Regions from separate parts of the Mus musculus genome. Here all the other regions are linked to region 1. The links are chromatin contacts, called in public HiChIP or PLAC-seq and promoter capture Hi-C maps. All regions are on one chromosome and are shown on one strand. The core of a region is the stretch at or near the end of the contact, and the rest is flanking DNA. Distances in the headings are between cores, read along the strand shown.

Region 1 (2,933 bases), core at 153-2,652:
TTTCAACAAAACATAATTAAAACAAACAAAAAATAGTATCAATTCCAGAAACTAAATGAAAATTTTAGTGAGTAACCCAAGGAACTTCAAAATTGTTAAATTTTGGCATATTTCACCCATCTCAGGATAAAAAAGTATTTAGAATGCTTCCTTAAAACATTAAGTCAAGAAACCTAAAACAATACACCCCAAAGTTATTCTGCCAAGTCTGAATAACTCTGGTCACAATAACAGTTATTTCAAAATTATGCCTAGAGTAAATCATTTTGCAAAACTAAGTTTCGAGTGACTTAGCCCTCATCTTTAATTTGAAAATCCAAGTCAAGAACAAGACATTTCAAACAATGCAAAACCTGGTCTGTATCTCCTTCAAACAAAATTCCAGAGAGGTCAAAGATAATTCACCCATCTTTCTAGAATCACGAAAGCATGACGCAAGACCTTCGAAAATCATCCAATTTTTCCTAACATGATGTTGAGGTACAAGTAAAATCGAAATCCCCTGCAGCCTGGTCCCTCTTCTGCTTCAAGAGCCAATGCCACAGCGGACATCTGCTCCTCCCATTTACTTCTACAGAGAAACCGAGACTGGACAACAGCAAGGGAGCGATTGGATCAAGGTCACCGGGAGCCAGGGCTGCAGCCCCAGAATTGTTCCCAGCCCTGGTTTCGGTCCTCCTCTTTAACAATCCGGCCTTCTTAATCAAGGAGGCCTAAACCGAGACGCCAACAAGCCGCAGGTACAGAGGCCTGCAGACGACTAAGAGCAGGCAGTTAACCAAGAGACTCAGGCTGCCTGCAACTCGCAAGGTAGGAAACGGGTCCACGGAGCATCGAGCCTTCTCCTCCACTCAGGATGGCTGATCAGGGCTCTGACAGCCGGAGGAGGGACTGCACAGGCCGTAGACTTGGCTGGTGGCAGCGCGGGAACACAACCCCAGGCAGATCCGGAGGCCGGAGGTGGGGAAAGGGGCGCGGCGCCCGGGCGAGCACGGGCTTGGGGTCCGCGTGGGCCGGGCCGGGGCTTACCTTCCTCCTCGTCTTGGAAGCTGAGCAGGCTGGCCCTGGGCACCTCTTTGTTCTCGCGAGGCCTCTTGCGCGGCTTCAGCCCATTGCCGGGCTCCGCGCCGCCGGAGATGCCGCCCCCGGCCTCAGCGCCGAGGCCCGGGTGGTGCGCGGAGGGCGGCGGCGGCAGCGGCCCCGGGCCCAGGAGCGACTCCCCCGCGGGGGCCCGGTCGCCGCCGCCAGGGCCGGGCTCTTCTCCCGAGGCCGGCGGGGGCAGCAACGGTGGCGGCTCCTGCTCCTCATCGCGCTCCCGCTCCTCCTCCTCCGAGTCGTTCCGCTTGCGCACGTTCACCCGCCGGGCCTTTCGGAACATCCCAGCCGCCGTCACCGCGCTCTCACAGCCGCTCGCTGACTGAGAGGACGAGGGAGCGCGGAGACCACCGCCACGCACGCGCAGTCGCAAGAGTTCCCCCCCACCAGCCGGGTCGTCGCGGCTCTGGCTAGCTATCGCGCCGCCTCGATTGCGCATGCGCCTGGGCTCTCCTCGCGCCCCACTACTTGGGCGGAGTCTCTTTGCACTGCCCTCTAGCGGCGCGGGGGACTGTTGGCATGGTACCCTCCGACTCCAGTGTTGTTCCAAAGGTCACAAAGAGGATCATCGAGATGAGAGGAGCGAGTGTAGTCTGTCGTCTCGGAGCGTGTTGCTGCAATGCGTCTTCCGCGCTTATACGGAGCCGTTACGTGTGGCAGCCTCCCTCCCACTCAGTGCCTGCAGGGTAAACAGAGGCGGGAGGCCGGGGAGAAGCGGAGGGACGAGTCAGTTGACTTGAGCTTGGGAAGGGAAAGTGCATCTCCATGGTTAATATGCCTCTTAATAACGCGAGGCGATGCTAGCAGATATCGTCTACAGATCAGAAACTCCATTAATACTTGCCATCTCTACAGCTTTATCAACGCAAACACTCTCAAAGGCGTGGGAGCACACACGTTAAATCCCAGCAGCACTGGGGAGGTGGAGGCAAGGCGATCTCTGAGTTCGGTGCCGGCCTGATGTACATAAGGAACTCCAGAATGGCCAAGGCTATGTAGGGAAACCCTCACTGTCTGGGGAAGACAGAACCAGAGATGATACATCTCCCTGCTGCCGCAGCCATTCCCAGGAGAGCGAGGTGTTTTCGGGTGGCTTGGTAAGAAAGCCAAGTTAGGTAGCAACTATTTTAACTATTTTACGAAGCATAGTGAATTTCTGAAACAAGCGGAAGGAAGATTTGTCTTATTTTCAGACTATATCACAGAGGGCAAATCTGAACCTTGGCGGCCTTAAAGAGATTGCATGAGCCGGGCGGTGGTGGCGCGCACCTTTAATCCCAGCACTCGGGAGGCAGAGGCAGGCGGATTTCGGGAGTTCGAGGCCAGCCTGGTCTACAAAGTGAGTTCCAGGATAGCCAGAGCTATACAGAGAAACCCTGTCTCGAGAAACAAACAAACAAACAAACAAAAAGATTGCATGAGGTTGAGCTAACACACAGGTTACCCAGTTCATAACCAAAGTTGAATCTTTTCTTTCTCTCGAGCATATCAGGATGCGTGGGTAGAAGTGTTTGTGAAATTATTTACATGTTTCAAAACCCGCCAAAAGAACGGGATTGGAGAGGTGAATATTGCAGTTTCGAACCAGAGGACCCTGGCTGCAGTCCCAGTACCCACACCCTCAGGGCTCCTCAAAACTCCAGTTCCTGGGAATCTGGCGCCCCCTTCTGGTCTCAGCATGCCTGTAGTGCCCAGCAGGACGTGTCCTGAATGCAGGCTAAAAGCATGGTGTTTACACATCATCTGTAAAAAGGTGCTGGACAGCACAGCAGTTAGGAGCACTTTGCCGCTCCTGCAGAGGACCTAGATTTGGTTTTCAGCACCTAGTATGGCAGCTT
Region 2 (3,017 bases), core at 425-2,924, 890 kb after region 1:
ATACATACAGTGTGTGTGTGTGTGTGTGTGTGTGTGTGTGTGTGTGTGCGCGCGCACGCACTACACGCAGAGAACAGAACAGAAAACTTTCAGGTCTTTCTTTCCTTTCCCCCTCCGGGTTCCAGGGATTGAACTCACACCCTCAGGCCTGCCATCCAGCCCTTACCTGCTGAGCTCTTGCTGGGCCCAAACAAGTTATTTTTAGAACATTAAAGTCTAGGGTTGAGCCCACCCTGTGTGACAGGCGCCCAACAGCATCCCCTGCACCCAGGCACTCATCTGGGAACTGCCACCCTTGCAGACCAAGGTTATTAATTACACACTTCAACGTATTTCTGTTCAACTCACTCTTTCATTGTTTTCCAAACACACACACACAAATAAGTAAGCTGACATACCCTTACAAGCTTGGCAAAGGGCCTGACCACAGATGTACTGAAGCTCCGAACCTTTAGAACAAAAGAAAACAGATCAGACAGGGTTTCTGCATTAGCTTAGCAATGTGTTAAAATAATCTAATCAAATACTTGCGCAATTCCTTTCTATCATCACACAGGTTATATGAGTGGGAGCTGCTCTTTGTTATACACTCCCTATTGAGAATCACCCCAAATCCCTCCAGAAACTGCCTTCCCAACACCTTCCTCCCTGGATAGCTGAGAGAGAAAAGCTGCTAACTTCCCAAAGTGGAATTTTTCAAAATAATTAAGAGCTTTATCACATTTGGGAAGAATGCTTTATGAAAGCGGAGGATTTATATTACATCACCTTTGAGAAAAACTTTAATGAACATGAAATGAGTCCAGTCTTAATTCAAGGAAACCTACTTGCTTAGGAACTGAAATGCTATCTAAGACCAAAGATCTCTTGATACAGCACCAGGCTTCAGGCACTGTGTCTGTCACTGGAGCAGCCTGGAATCCAGTTTAAAAAGCGTTTTGCGAGGGCACAGGTCACAGTCATATACTACTCTCTCTAGACTAGAATGTACTCGATTGGAACTGGCTATGAGGGTTAAAAAACTTTCTAACGCCTTAGTAATAATTCTGTATGGTGCAGATGAAAACCATGACGGCTGTCGATACAAAATTATCATGGCAGATGACCCAGGCACGTATTTTTTTCCACCCAATTCCAGGTTCTGCTGGACTTGGCCTGTTGCAAGCTCGCCATCACTCACCAGCTGCCAGCCAAAGGGGAGACGTTTAGCCCTTCCCCCCTTCTTTATAAACACAGGGGATGCGCTTTTCCAACACTCAAAATCCTAAGCAGCAGGCAGCCCTTAGGTTTACCAGCAAGGACAGGCATGTACTCTCCCCAGTGCTCTCTCCCATGCCCTTGCCAGCTGCTCCGCTATGCAGTGAGTCCTGGATGTCAAGGTCAAGACAGAGAAATCCGTGCCCACTCCCCACGGGGACGAAACGCGGATCCGCCCCACGCTGCCTGCAGTCGCCGGGCCCCACGACCCTGGGCGGGCTGCCTGACCCCTCAGCCACGGCCTCACACGCGGCGATGGGAGCCGGGGACCCGCAACCCTGGGAGGGAGCCTCCCGCCAGCTTCTACCTGTCGAGACAGTCCGGACGCTGCAGGCGCGGCCATCTTTTCCCGGGCGGCTGTAGGTCAAACCCAAATGAAAAGAGACTACTGGCGCCAGAGCGCACGCGCGCGCGCCAGCGTGATCGCTCGGCTTTCTGGGAAATGTACGCGTCAGGAGCCCGGGAGTGTGGGTAAGAACCTCTTGCATGCTGGGAGTTGTAGTCCGTACCTGCCGCGGTCCGGCTGGACTCGTGAACCGGAACCAGAAAATTAAGTCTGAAATTAGGTTTAGATTTAAACTCTTTGCACATGCATCGTCAACATCGTTGACTCGTCTTGAACCTGCCAAGTGTGCTTCTGTGGCAATGCTTCAGGCTTTACTTAAAACAAAAACCAAAAGTGAACCTACCCGGGCGCACTTCTTGGCTCTTCTGGCCATATTTTGATTACATAGGACAGTTGACAGGTGTGTTTGTGCTTTTTCTTTTTTTCTTTTTTTAGATTTCTTTATTTACTTCATGTATATGAGTATACTGTAGCTGTACAGATGGTTGTGAGCCTTCATGTGGTTGTTGGGGATTTAATTTTTGTTTTTGGATCTCTGCTCGCTCCAGCCCAAAGATTTATTATTATATTATACATAAGTACACCGTAGCTGTCTTCAGATACACCAGAAGAGGGCGTCAGATCTCATTATCGGTGGTTGTGAGCCACCATGTGGTTGCTGGGATTTGAACTCAGGACCTTCGGAAGAGCAGTTAGTGCTCTTAACTGCTGAGTCATCTTGCCAGCCCGTGTTTGTGCTTTTTATACCCACAGACTCAAAATCTATATATAATTTATCTATATATAATTTACTTTTTAATATGAGGGAAGATGGATACAGAATTATATGGGTTGCAAATACATTCTTTTAGAAATTGTTTTATGTGTTTGAGTGTTTTCCTGCATATATTCACGTGTACCATGTGTGCCTGTTGCCTTAGAGTCCAGAAAAGGACATCTAGTCTCTTGGAGCTGGAGTTAGAGGCAGTTGTGAGGTGCCAGGGGGTACTGAAACTGAGCACAGGTCCTCTGCAGGAGCAGCCAGTGCCCAACCGCTGAGCTGTCTCTCCAACCTCAGAAATACATTTTGTATAAGCAAATTTCTAAATTATGGCACTTTAATAAACATGTCCATAGCTGCAGAATAACCTACTTTGATTCTATAACTTAACCATTCTATGACTTTTCAACATAACTCACGTGGTTTATATTACTTTAATATATTACTTTAATACACATCTGAGTATCTTTAGATATACTTTTTCATAATTTCAAAAGTAGAATTTAAAAGTTGATCGAGCAGCTTGACAAGTGAGCATGAGCACATGGGCACATGAGGCAGAGCTGCTTCTCTTCGGCTTACACTCTCACTAGCTGTGTGTGGATACTTCACTCCACTGCTGCAAAATGCTTTTACGTAAGCCTAATGAAAAGC
Region 3 (2,712 bases), core at 59-2,558, 640 kb before region 1:
TTGCTAATGGTTTCTACCACGTTTCTCCCATATGGCAGTTACTGGCTATTTCCATATTAAAGATATTAGCTTTATCTTTATTGTGTTGTAGCTATTATCTTCTACTTAGTCACTTGGCTTTCTTTCTGATTCATTGATGACTTTTTGGCAAAGGTCCATCGAGGTTTTGCTTTGCTTTCTTTAGCCAACCAGTTGATACCTCTCTCTCTCTCTCTCCCTTCCTTCCTCTCTCTCTCTCTCTCTCTCTCTCTCTCTCTCTTTCTTTCTTTCTTTCTTTCTTTCTTTCTTTCTTTCTTTCTTTCCTTCTTTCCTTCCTTCCTTCCTTCCTTCCTTCCTTCCTTCCTTCCTTCCTTCCTTCCTTCCTTCCTTTCTTTTTTGTTTTCCGAGACAGGGTTTCTCTGTATAGCCCTGGCTGTCCTGAAACTCACTTTGTAGACCAGGCTGGCCTCGAACTCAGAAATCCGCCTGCCTCTGCCTCCCAAGTGCTGAGATCAAAGGTGTGCGCCACCACAGCCCGGCGATACTTTTCTTTAGTGTCCCCCTTGTTTTCAAGCTTACATAGAGAGAGAAGGAGTTGTTGGCTTTGCTTTATACATTGTCCGTGACTTGCCAGTTTCTTGTTTCCTGAAGAAGCCTTTTTGCTGGGGTAGGGAGGCACCTTTGACTATATTTTCTCACCTGTGGCATATTGGCGGGCTGCAGGCTTTGGGGGTTCACAGCTTCTGCCTCCCAACTTTCTGCTTCTGTGATTTTGGGTAAGGTATTGAAGCCCTTTTAAACTTCCGTTTCTCCATCTGTAGCACAGTCAAATCTACTTCATGAATATTCAGTGACAACCATGCACATATGTATATGTAAATGGAGTGTGTGTTGCTTAGCTTAGAGTGTGTGTGTGTGTGAAAGAGAGATTGTATGTGTGTGTGAGTGTTGTGTGTGTGTGTGAGAGAGAGCGAGAGAATGTGTGTGTATGAGTGTGTGTGTGTGTGTGTGTGTGTGAGTGAGTGAGTGTGATTGTGTGAGTGAGCATATTGCTTTTGGGAGCACTTAATTAGCTTAAAGCATATTCATCATTGTGTTGGAGAACACATGGCAGTTATTTATGCTTTTCATTTAGATCCTCAGACCTGTTCTTAAACTTAAAGGTATTTAGAGGTCAGATTCCTTGAGCTAGCAAGACAGAGACCGCCCACTAGGTTTATCTGGACGACGGAGTTGACCTCTGAGGATAGAGGCGAGGGGGTGAAGAGGATCATGGGACACCTCTGCAGCAGTTACCCCCCCCCCCCCCCAGGGCAGGAATGCCTCTGGACGTGCAGGGACACACATGTCTGCATTCCTCAGCTTCCACACCCCTCGTATCTGCCTGTGCCATGAGCCTCTTGGCAGCCTCCATTCTCTGCCTGGGGAAGGGGCTTCTCTGTCCCCTGGTTCTTACTTTCTGCTCTTTTTAGGCATCTGGTGTGTTGTGTGTGTGTGGGTAGGTGGTGTCCCTTACCTTTCTAGGATTCATGACACCACACCAGGGATGATCACTGAACCTTCCTGGCCTCACCTCTTAGTCACCTTTATGGCCCTTTTAACGGTAGAGACTTCTTTCCAACAAGTAATTAAGAATGAAATTTATAGAGACTTCTGCCCCAGTGACCAGAGTTTTAGGGTTGGGGCTGCGTCGTCGGATGTGATTTTGATTTGATGGCTCCCACTTTCCTCAACAGGCAGCTGGACATTTCCAGTGTGTGCTGCCTTTAGCTGACCCCTGCTTAGAAGCCCCTGGAGCTCTTGAGACCTCCGCTGACAGCAGGGTCCTGGATAGGAGAATGGGATCTTGTACTGGAGTTTCCTGGAGTTCTGTTTCCAATCCCACAATGCCCTCATCCTCCCCTCCCACAAGGCCATTTTGCTCTTGTACCTCTCTGGCTGCATGTGGCCGCCAGTTGTCCCAGGATGGAGACGGGATATTGTTTCCTGTTGCCTGTGGGACACGAACACGTCTTGAATTAAAGCTAATTTTGGAGTTTGAAGTATTAAATGTCAAATTTGAAAGAGAACATGTCTAAGACTTCTTTGTTGTAAAAAGGAAGGTTATCCAAGGCCTAGGGGAAGGGACGGGAAGAAAGAAGTGGGAAAAAGAAAAGAACTGGTTCCCTCGTCCCTGCACCATGACGCTCTGTCTGCACCCCTGGAAAAGGCACCCTTCTGATGAAGTCTGCTGTTTTAATATTTCTCTACCAAAAAGTCATTTACGATAAGGTAGCCTGAACTCTTTCCCCTTTTTGTTCTGTTTAAAATGACATCAAATCAGTTTGCTATAGTATTACTTAATACATAGAATGTATGGCTATGTATAAAATTAAGTATGGTTAAATAATTTTATTTTATTTATTTTTTAAGTGAAAAACCATTTGGCAGAGAGACTGAAGTGTCAGAGTGGTCAACACTGGGGAACTGTCCCAATTGTAATTGGACGAAAACAAGACACACAGCTATGGTGGTGAACTCCTTTCTGCTTTTGTAGTTGTGAGCATGCATGTGTGTCTCTCTGTGGATGTGTGTATGTGAATGCCTGTGTCTGCAGATGCCAGAAAGCAGCATCGTATCCCCTGGGGCTGACATTACAAGTGGGTGTGAGCTTTCTAGTATGGGTGCTAAGAACCGAACTCAGGTCCTTCCTGTATAAGAGCAGCCAGTGCTCTTCTCTGCTGGGCCATTGTC
Region 4 (2,712 bases), core at 143-2,642, 520 kb after region 1:
CACAACTGATTTTGAAAAACAAAAAAATCCGACCACATGGGCTCTTGAGCAATGTATCCTGTCACGAAACAACAGCAAATGGTAGGACATACCTTCATGTATCCATTACCTGCTGCAAAAAAGGCTTCTCCTGAAGTGGTTAGGATGGCATGCTGTGGCATGTGGCTGGTGGTCGGAGAAGAGACCGGAAGTGCTTACCCGACAGGAGAATTATATTGAGGTCTCAGCAGCAATGGCTGTGTGACTAGGCTGAGCAGCAGCCACAACGCCTGGGACCAGGAGTATGTCAGATTTGTGGTCGTCTTGTTTCAGATTTTAAAATGTTTGCATATATATATAAAATGAGGTGTCTTAGGGATGAATCCTAAATCTGACCATAAAATTCCCTTATGTTTTCATAGACACCTTGCATGCATAGCCTGAAGGAGGCTTTATATAATATTTTTAGTACACTGGTATAGAATTTTTTATTGCATTTTTTGCTTACTTAAGTGGGGGGTTTGTGTGCATGTGTGTGTGTGTGTGTGTGTGTGTGCACGCGTGTGTGTGGGAGCGTGCATGCATACATGTCATGTGAGTACACTTGAGTGGCCGTCAGAGGACACTCTGTGGTATTGTGACAGGATAGAGGACGTTCACACTGCCCTCTGCTGTCACACATGGGTCTTCAGGACAAAATGCAGGCCTGTCGGTCTTAGAGGCAGGCAACTTCATTTGCTGAACCATCTCACCGCTCCAATTGCACCGGGGCCCATCAGGTGAATTTGGATGTGGAATTTTCCATTTGTGGTATTATGACAGGGCAGTTTTTGATTTTTGAATAGAAATTTTCAGGTTTTACATGTTCAGGTCAAAATTATTAGTTTAAGCGCATATTGAGGCAAGGGGGTAGAGAGGGCCTGTGGGTCTTCCTGGGACGAGAAAACGGCCCAGCAGTGGGAGATGGGGCGTGGACTGCTGCTGGCGGCTTGCTCACTTCTGTGTCATCTTCTTTAGCCTCCGCCAGGCTGCAGCAAGTCATCCTGATTCCGTTGGGCATCTTCGCATTGCTGCTCGGCCTGACGGGCGCCTGCTTCACCCTGTTCCTCAAATACCAAAGCCGAGTGAAGTACTGGTTTCAGGCTCCGCCAAACATCCCGGAACAAATCGAAGAGGTCAGTGCGCAGATGCGCGAGTGACCCGCTGTGGCCCCGCCCCCTCGTGGTAGGCGAGAATGGACACCCCGTGCCGTCCTCTGCCCCCCCCGCCCCCGTGCGTGGGCACATGCCCACCCACATACGTTCACACAGAATAACTAAGTAGTAAAATGGCTGTTGGGTTAGGTCAGAGTCTATATAACACGTGGCTCGTGGTGATGGGTTAAAGGTTTCCCTTGTTGACACTGCCAAAGAGTAACAGTTCCCGATGGCCCTTGAGCTTTCACTGGGCTCGTCCTGACTCTCAGGTACAGCCCTCAGAGGAACTGAGCCTGGGCCACCACAGTTGTTTCTCTGGGGCAGAAATCTAAGGTTTTGCTGTACTTTCTTGGGAAAGTGTGAAGAACTGCCAGAGGCTGCTGACGTTACTTGAGAGTAGAGATTGGTTTCCGCTTCTGTGTCTGAGGTTTCACATGGCACGCACATGACTTCTGTTCCTCTTTCCATTGGCCGATAGCACTTCTAAGAGCTGCGGATGGAGCCCTGGAATCCTGGGGGGTTTATAGCCAAGAGCAAAAGGGAAAGAAAGTTCAGGGCTGTGAGACCCCTCTTCACTGTGAGGATCCTAGCCCCACCCAGATGCGTCCAGGGTTGTGTGCAGGTGGAAGGAGGGGCTAGAGTTTAGGGACGTTCCCTGCTTTATCCTGCCACAGCTGGGCACAGTGGGGATTCCCACTTTTCCTGAGTTCTGCCCTTCCCAGCTTTCATCAGATGAACAGAGGATGGAGCCCAGGCCCTTGTACTTTCTAGACAAGCGCTCTTGCTCTGAGCTACACCTGGGCCTGCGCCATTACAGAGATGAGGGCTGAAGAGGCAGGCACGTGCTGGAAATCAGGGCTGAGCATGAGTTAGCAGCAGTGTGCCCTTACCGTGTGCCAGGCCTGGGCTTGACCCCTAGGGTCACAACAGTTAACAATGACGATTGGTGGTGGTATCACTTCATTGATGGACAAAGTGGAGTTGTACCTGATTATAATATGACTACATCAACTACAAGTAGGGACATTGTATCGGACTGTCTGTAACTGGCTGGCCTTCTATCCTTTTCTAGTATCTAAAGGACCCAGACCAATTCATCTTAGAGGTCTTGGACAAGGACGGTTCACCGAAGGAGGACTCCTGGGACTCCGTGTCAATTATTTCTTCTCCAGAAAAGGAGCGAGATGATGTGCTCCAAACACCGTGAACCAGGCCAGGGTCTCTGCTTGCCCAGGAGGGCAGCGATCAGTGCACCCGAGAGAGATCCCCAGGGCCCCAGGACTGGGGAAGATGGTGTAGTGTTTGTTCTTTATGAGTTTTCTGGATGCTACAAGTATTTAAAAGGATTCCACAGAAAGATATCTCAGAAACAAAACAAAAACAAAAACAAACCAAGCGCTTCTCTTAAACACTAAAAAGACAACTGCTCATTACTGGCAACGTGGCGGCAAACCTGTGTGTGGTGCTTTCTCCAGTGTTAGCTGCCCCTGCTGTCAGAAGACTGGGTCCTTCCTTGCCTTCACTCTGGAAAATGAGT
Region 5 (2,825 bases), core at 304-2,803, 690 kb before region 1:
TCCATCTGCAGCTTCAAAGACAGGAAATGCCTGATATAATTTTTTCTTTTCCTCCTTTGAAAGAAAAGAATCAGAATAAAATTTCTCCACATAAGGTGGAGGTGTATTGAGACTAGAAGGCCCAGAGGTGGCCTGTTCTGTGTCTCCAGTAACTTTTAATTTTTTCTCTGATTTCTTCACTCGCCTTTCCTCTGGATGGTATCTTTCTTTTTTATAATGAGCTGCCTCATAATGCGACTCCTCTTCCTCAGAGGAGCTAAGCTCATCTGCTTTTAAACTATCAAGCTTTAAAGCCTCTAGTTCCTTTACCGGATAAAGGCTTTTCCTTTTCTGAACTTTCTCCTTTTCCTTTTTCTCTCCCTGAGGACTTATCCTCAAATTTTTCACTTCCTCTGACTCAAGGTCTCTGGAAGGGCTTTTTACTTTGTGCACATTTTCCTTTTTTGGAGCTCCTAACCTTTCACACCATTCCGTTTCTGCCATGCTGTCCTGTGCTTCTTCTAATATTGCCTGCCCTGTTATTATTGCTGGACGGCATCTCTCATCCTCCAGACACGATCTCACCAGTTTCCATAATGGCATGGTCCCTGCCTTTAATTTCCCATTCTGTTGTTCCTTAGCTAAGTCTTCCCTTAATTTCTCCCAAGAGGAAAGAGTTAACGACCCTGAACACGCGTACCAAGGTGATATACGTTCTATTTCCTTAATGAACGTTTCTAAGGTTCTTGTAGAAACTTTTATCTCTCGCTGTTTTAAAACAGAGTGTAGAGCTGTAGTTACAGAATGTGAATTTCCCATACTGCTCCCTTATCTACGAGAGGCTTAAATATGAGACGAGCACTGCGGCTTATATACGTCCGTCTGACTGTGCTTCACAGCATTCAAAACTTTTTCTTTCAGCGCCACTTCTGGTGAGTGCAGGATCAAACCAGGAGAAATAGGGTTAACACAGCCAGCATGAGAACAAAAGGCTTTTAGTGCCACCTTCCAGTTAAGGGGAGGGATTAAGAAGGATCAGAGTTACTTACAAGGATTCAGCATGCTCTCGGAATTCCAAAATCCACCGTGGTTCTGAAATCTGCTCCGGTTGGTCGGAGGGTCTCCTCTAGGTGCCTGCGTTGTTAAGGCGTTTTTTCCCGGGTTTCAGCACCAAGTATCCCGAGCTTATCCCCGTCCCGCGGGAAATAAACACAGGACACACCAGATTCTTCCACGGTTAACTTTTACTTCTATATCATATTGAGGTAGACAAAGAAAGCTCAGAAAGTGTGTGGCTTAAATACTTTTGGTGACGTGTCTAAACTAGGACTGGTAGCAACACCCATGATCCTCATGCACCCTGGGGATAGGTTAAAGCCCCCAGGGGTTGGGCAAAAGCCTCGGAGATGGACTGGTGACTTTGGCTGGCTGTGCTCACGCAGCTGCGCACAATGAGGTTTAGCACCATCTAGTGGCGGCACGTAGATTGCAGCCCTTTACACTTACTGGCTTTCTCTCCATGTCTTACTCAGATTGCTTTCTTATACAATCCATGGCGGTAGCCACCAGCTCTGGGGGCGGCACCGCCCACAGTGGGCCGGGCCCTCCCACACCAATCATTAATCATGAAAATGCCCCCATAGACTTGCCTATAGGCCAATCTGACAGAGGCACTTTCTTTTTTCTTTCTCTTTTTAAGATTTATTAATTTATTTCACATGAATACACAGCAGCTGTCTTGAGACGCACCAGAAGAGGGCATTAGATCCCATTACAGATGGTTGTGAGCCACCTTATGGTTGCTGGGAATTGAACTCAGGACCTCTGAGAGAGCAGACAGCGCTCTTAACCTCTGAGGCACCTCTCCAGTCCTAGAGGCATTTTCTTAAGTGAGGTCTCTCTTCCCAGGTGACTATAGTTTGTGTCAAGCTGACAAAAATTAAGCAACAGAGACAGCACGCCATGCTATGTCAGCAGCTTCATGCATACTGCATTTTCTGCAACCTCCTCATTGCATGGAGGGGTCATGCTGAATCATTGCCCCACCCCCACCCCCAGCTCATGACATTCATTTCACTGTGTTCCCCTTGTTAGTTTACACTTTAGATAAATTGTGGCCATCTTACTGCATGTGAAGTGACATTGCATTATGGTTTTCGTATCTACTGCCTGAATAACAATAATATTGCAATCTTTCTGTGGGCTCTTTGGTTATTCGTGTAGCTCCTTTGGGCAGATGTCTGTTCCGTGCCACACCCATTTGAAAAAATCTGAGTTCTTTGTTGTTTGTGTTTGTGTTGTTGCAGGGCATCTGCCAGTGAAGGCTACCTGGACATGGGTTTGAGCAGACAGAAAGTTGATACGAGCCGCCAGTGACTAACTACACTGGGCGTTTGGGATCCCAGGGTCGCCCTGAGCCTTTCTCAGAGGGACTTTTAAGCCCACAAACCATATTCCGGGTTGACGTACTTCAGTTAACAGAAAGCAGAGGTACAGAAGCCAAAAAGCAAGGTTAGTACTTTTAGGGACTTTCCCCGGCTTTGACAGATTAGATTTTTGTTTTACTTTTGGCAGGTGGTGCTGAGTTTACGGCCAGAATGGCACTTCCATCATGGAGTCAGTTGTGCTAAGGTCTGGGGGCCTACTGGCTATCATGTGCCCTTGATATTAAAGTCACATCAGATGCATTTTCTTTTGTTATGTTGGTGGTCTTGTCTTTTACTTTTTTCACAAGGTTCTTTTACGGACAAACATTCTGACTTTGATCAAGCCACGCTCACCTGTTCTTTCTTTTGAGGTCTGTGCTTTTTGTGTCACATCGAAGAATCTGTTGCCAAATCTAAGGC
Region 6 (3,021 bases), core at 121-2,620, 730 kb before region 1:
TGATCACACAACTAACTCAGCATCCAGTTACAGAGTCTTTAGGGGGCCCCACTGCCAGCCCAGCCCCGAACTCTGTGAATTCCTAACCTCTCAGGTATACCCTCTGCTGTCTCTTCTCTCTCCATTTACCAAGAAAAAGAGTAAGTGTTAAACGTCAAAGCACCTGATTTCTTCCACTCAACGCTGCTTTCTTGAAAAATATAGGATTTGCTGCCATTTTCTTTTCTTTTTTTTTTTTTTTTCCCTCGCCCCCCCCCCCCCCCACTCCTCTACCCACCGACTGCCACTTTTGGGCCCTGGCATTCCCCTGTACTGGGGCATATAAACTTTGCATGTCCAATGGGCCTCTCTTTCCAGTGATGGCTGACTAGGCCAACTTTTGATACATATGCAGCTAGAGTCAAGAGCTCCAGGATACTGGTTAGTTCATAATGTTGTTCCACCTATAGGGTTGCAGATCCCTTTAGCTCCTTGGGTACTTTCTCTAGCTCCTCCATTGGGGGCCCTGTGATCTATCCAATAGCTGACTGTGAGCATCCACTTCTATGTTTGCTAGGCCCCGGCATAGTCTCACAAGAGACAGCTATATCAGGGTCCTTTCTTGCTGCCATTTTCTGAGTCACAGGTTGTAGGCAAGACCTCACAGATTATAAAAACCAAATGGAGTGTAGACTCGGACCCAGAACTTTATTTTTGAAATCTGCATCTACTTTTTTTAAAAAAAGTATTTGAAGAGTAATTTCTTTTTTTAAAAAAAATTATTTATTTTTATCTTATGTACATTGGTAATTTGACTACATGTATGTCTGTGAGGGGTCGGCTCCCCTAGAACAGGAGTTAAAGACAGTTGAGAGCTGCCATGGGGGGCTGGGAATTGAACCCAGGTCTTCTGGTAGAGCAGCCAGTGCTCTTAACTGCTGAGCCATCTCTCCAGCCCCAAAGAGTAATTTCTTAAATAACAACAAAGGAATTCCAAATTTACTTGGAGATGACCATATTTATCTTGTTACATTAAATATTTCAACCCTGTGCACTGGTGAGCTGTCTTGTATTAACATCATGTAGAGAAGACGAAGAGCCAGTTTCACTGGTAACTGAGAACCAAAAATGTAGTCTTTCTAAGCGGTTTAACCTACTAACTGTGTCTATAGATGGCTGTTTTCTTAGAAAGTATATTCCTTCTCTTTTTGCTGAGGTCTGGTCTGTTGCTATGTATTGTAATGCTAAATTCTGTATTCCAAGGTCTAGTTGCCTCAAGAGGAGTGAATTCTCCAGTATGGCAGCTTTTGTTGTGCAAACCTCGTTCCTTCTTTTAAACTGGTGTTTGAATAAAGATGCCTACAACTTGTAGCTAGGTGGAAGAGAGGTGGGCGGGGCTTCAGTTCCAGAGCTTGGAGTCTGAGTCAGAGACAAAGAGGGAGAGAGGAAGAAGACAGAACAAGGCACCATGGGGTAGGTAGATTGTGAATACATGCCCCCCCCCCCCCCAAGACTGGCCTGATGGAGTAGGAGTGGCTCAGATGGAACATGGCAAGTGATATCTTGGGATTACTGACAGAGAAGTAGGCAAAACAGCATAGGGGGTTGATATCTGCCCAGTTTTGCTACTTTAAGGCTTATTATAAACATAAAGGTTTGGGTCTTTTATTTGGGAACTAGATGATTAAAGGTGGGGTAGAAACCCCCCAAATAATATTTACTGCAATATTTCCATTCCTGAGATGGTATTGCATACACTCGGGCAAGTCAAGGATAATGGCTTGCTAAGAGTTAAGGGAACTAGGAGTAAGTACATTTCTTCCATTTGTGATGCAAGTGATGTAATCCTACAGCCTTTAGCCATGGACCATCTGAGGAAGACTGAGCAAAGGGGAAGGTTGACAGGTGAGCAACTAGGCAGACACCTCAGGAACATAAGCCGTGTTAACCCTGACAGTGACCAGGAAGGATACGACTTAGAGCCAAGTCTTCCATTCAGAAAACCACAGCGCACTAACATTTAAAACTGGGGTCATTTAGGCTTTCCAGCGTTTATTGGGAGTATTCAGGTTGACCTATAGTCAACCAATAGTAAGTCTGAAACCGCAGAGCCCTGCAGCACCTTCAAGACTCTCAGTGTTTACTCCGTGGCTTGGCTCCTCCTTTCTAACCGCGTTTGGGATCCAGCTTATGTCCACTGGGTACACACTGAATTGCTGTCTCTTTGCCAGTGTCCCTCGACATACCAGAGGGGAAAGGGCTGGGTGAGGTTGGGTTTATTTCTGTTCATCCGCTCACTCCCAGGCCCATCCTAGTGACCACACAGGAAGCCAGATGTTAAGTGGTTCTCACACAGAGGCCTTACGATTTTATACATAAGTGAATTTATTTCTAAGGTTTTTCTATTTCAGGGAAATATGTTTTTGGAGAGTATCCCTTAATTTAATGGTACATTCTTTTATGAAGTTTTATCTCATATCTTTTAAAAAGAAGAAAGGCAGGCTGGAGAGGTGGCTCAGCAGTTAAAGAGCACTGACTGCTTTTCTGGAGGTCCTGAGTTCAATTCCCAGGAACCACATGGTGGCTCACAACCATCCATAATGGGATCTGATGCCCCCTTCTGGTGTGTGTGAAGATAGCTACAGTTTACTTGTGTACATAAAATAAATAAATAATTAAAAAAAAAAAAGAAGGCCGGGCGGTGGTGGCGCACGCCTTTAATCCCAGCACTCGGGAGGAAGAGGCAGGAGGATTTCTGAGTTCAAGGCCAGCCTGGTCTACAAAGTGAGTTCCAGGACAGCCAGGGCTACACAGAGAAACCCTGTCTCGAAAAAAACAAAAAAAAAAAAAAGAAGAAAGATTGCACAGTTGAGCTTAGGCAGAGTCAACACATTGAGTAGTTTACTGTAAAATGTTATTTGAGAAGTAATTATTATTATTATTTTGTTTTGTTTTGTTTTTCAAGACAGGGTTTCTCTGTATAGCCCTGGCTGTCCTGGAACTCACTTTGTAGACCAGGCTGGCCTCAAACTCAGAAATCCC

Evidence for each region. Promoter capture Hi-C pulls out the DNA fragments that hold promoters and counts their contacts. HiChIP or PLAC-seq counts read pairs in DNA pulled down with a chosen protein or histone mark.
Region 2: a promoter capture Hi-C map of pre-B cells shows a contact between it and region 1, with 7 times the contacts expected there. The contact joins the promoter of Atp5o here to the promoter of Paxbp1 in region 1. A contact is called at or near these places in 4 of 39 promoter capture datasets (the C10 cell line, hippocampal neurons, neutrophils and 1 more), 2 of 115 datasets of contacts at active chromatin or transcription factors (memory CD8 T cells and pro-B cells) and 2 of 9 other capture datasets (adipose tissue and liver).
Region 3: a contact with region 1 is called in a promoter capture Hi-C map of embryonic stem cells, with 4 times the contacts expected there. The contact joins the enhancer-like site here to the promoter of Paxbp1 in region 1. A contact is called at or near these places in 2 of 39 promoter capture datasets (cranial neural crest and embryonic stem cells) and 7 of 115 datasets of contacts at active chromatin or transcription factors (T-cell acute lymphoblastic leukemia, differentiating embryonic stem cells, embryonic limb bud and 2 more).
Region 4: an H3K27ac HiChIP or PLAC-seq map of microglia shows a contact between it and region 1, with 6 times the contacts expected there. The contact joins the enhancer-like site here to the promoter of Paxbp1 in region 1. A contact is called at or near these places in 1 of 39 promoter capture datasets (embryonic stem cells), 7 of 115 datasets of contacts at active chromatin or transcription factors (bone marrow-derived macrophages, embryonic forebrain, extraembryonic endoderm stem cells and 4 more) and 2 of 9 other capture datasets (macrophages and pancreatic islet).
Region 5: an H3K4me3 HiChIP or PLAC-seq map of craniofacial prominence shows a contact between it and region 1, with 4 times the contacts expected there. The contact joins the enhancer-like site here to the promoter of Paxbp1 in region 1. A contact is called at or near these places in 8 of 115 datasets of contacts at active chromatin or transcription factors (T-cell acute lymphoblastic leukemia, craniofacial prominence, embryonic stem cells and 3 more) and 1 of 9 other capture datasets (embryonic stem cells).
Region 6: a contact with region 1 is called in an H3K27ac HiChIP or PLAC-seq map of epiblast stem cells. The contact joins the enhancer-like site here to the promoter of Paxbp1 in region 1. A contact is called at or near these places in 1 of 39 promoter capture datasets (cranial neural crest), 1 of 484 Hi-C or Micro-C datasets (embryonic stem cells) and 12 of 115 datasets of contacts at active chromatin or transcription factors (the 230-238 cell line, T-cell acute lymphoblastic leukemia, embryonic forebrain and 4 more).

What each region holds. Positions count from the first base shown.
Region 1 is chr16:91,042,977-91,045,909 of GRCm38.p6, forward strand. It overlaps Paxbp1 (PAX3 and PAX7 binding protein 1), which reads right to left and starts at 1,403. Exons shown (of 18, transcript NM_026110.2): 1 at 1,030-1,403. The coding sequence starts at 1,378.
Region 2 is chr16:91,929,956-91,932,972 of GRCm38.p6, forward strand. Atp5o (ATP synthase, H+ transporting, mitochondrial F1 complex, O subunit) reads right to left here and starts at 1,675. Exons shown (of 7, transcript NM_138597.2): 1 at 1,565-1,675; 2 at 399-449. The coding sequence starts at 1,600.
Region 3 is chr16:90,404,508-90,407,219 of GRCm38.p6, forward strand. The region is part of intron 1 of Hunk (hormonally upregulated Neu-associated kinase); the gene reads left to right. Among named protein-coding and RNA genes, the nearest start is that of Hunk, 19 kb to the left of the region's middle. Within about 2 kb of position 1,309, at least 33 of the 459 cell types and tissues checked have an H3K27ac peak or open chromatin away from gene starts, as enhancers often do. A contact at or near this core is called in embryonic stem cells and extraembryonic endoderm stem cells, where this site is marked.
Region 4 is chr16:91,560,624-91,563,335 of GRCm38.p6, forward strand. It overlaps Ifngr2 (interferon gamma receptor 2), which reads left to right. Exons shown (of 7, transcript NM_008338.4): 5 at 1-81; 6 at 997-1,154; 7 at 2,248-2,712. The coding sequence ends at 2,382. Among named protein-coding and RNA genes, the nearest start is that of Ifngr2, 15 kb to the left of the region's middle. Within about 2 kb of position 1,393, at least 41 of the 459 cell types and tissues checked have an H3K27ac peak or open chromatin away from gene starts, as enhancers often do. A contact at or near this core is called in bone marrow-derived macrophages, embryonic stem cells and microglia, where this site is marked.
Region 5 is chr16:90,348,393-90,351,217 of GRCm38.p6, forward strand. No RefSeq gene overlaps it. Among named protein-coding and RNA genes, the nearest start is that of Hunk, 37 kb to the right of the region's middle. Within about 2 kb of position 1,554, at least 76 of the 459 cell types and tissues checked have an H3K27ac peak or open chromatin away from gene starts, as enhancers often do. A contact at or near this core is called in craniofacial prominence, where this site is marked.
Region 6 is chr16:90,308,686-90,311,706 of GRCm38.p6, forward strand. No RefSeq gene overlaps it. Among named protein-coding and RNA genes, the nearest start is that of Scaf4, 26 kb to the left of the region's middle. Within about 2 kb of position 1,371, at least 16 of the 459 cell types and tissues checked have an H3K27ac peak or open chromatin away from gene starts, as enhancers often do. A contact at or near this core is called in embryonic stem cells and epiblast stem cells, where this site is marked.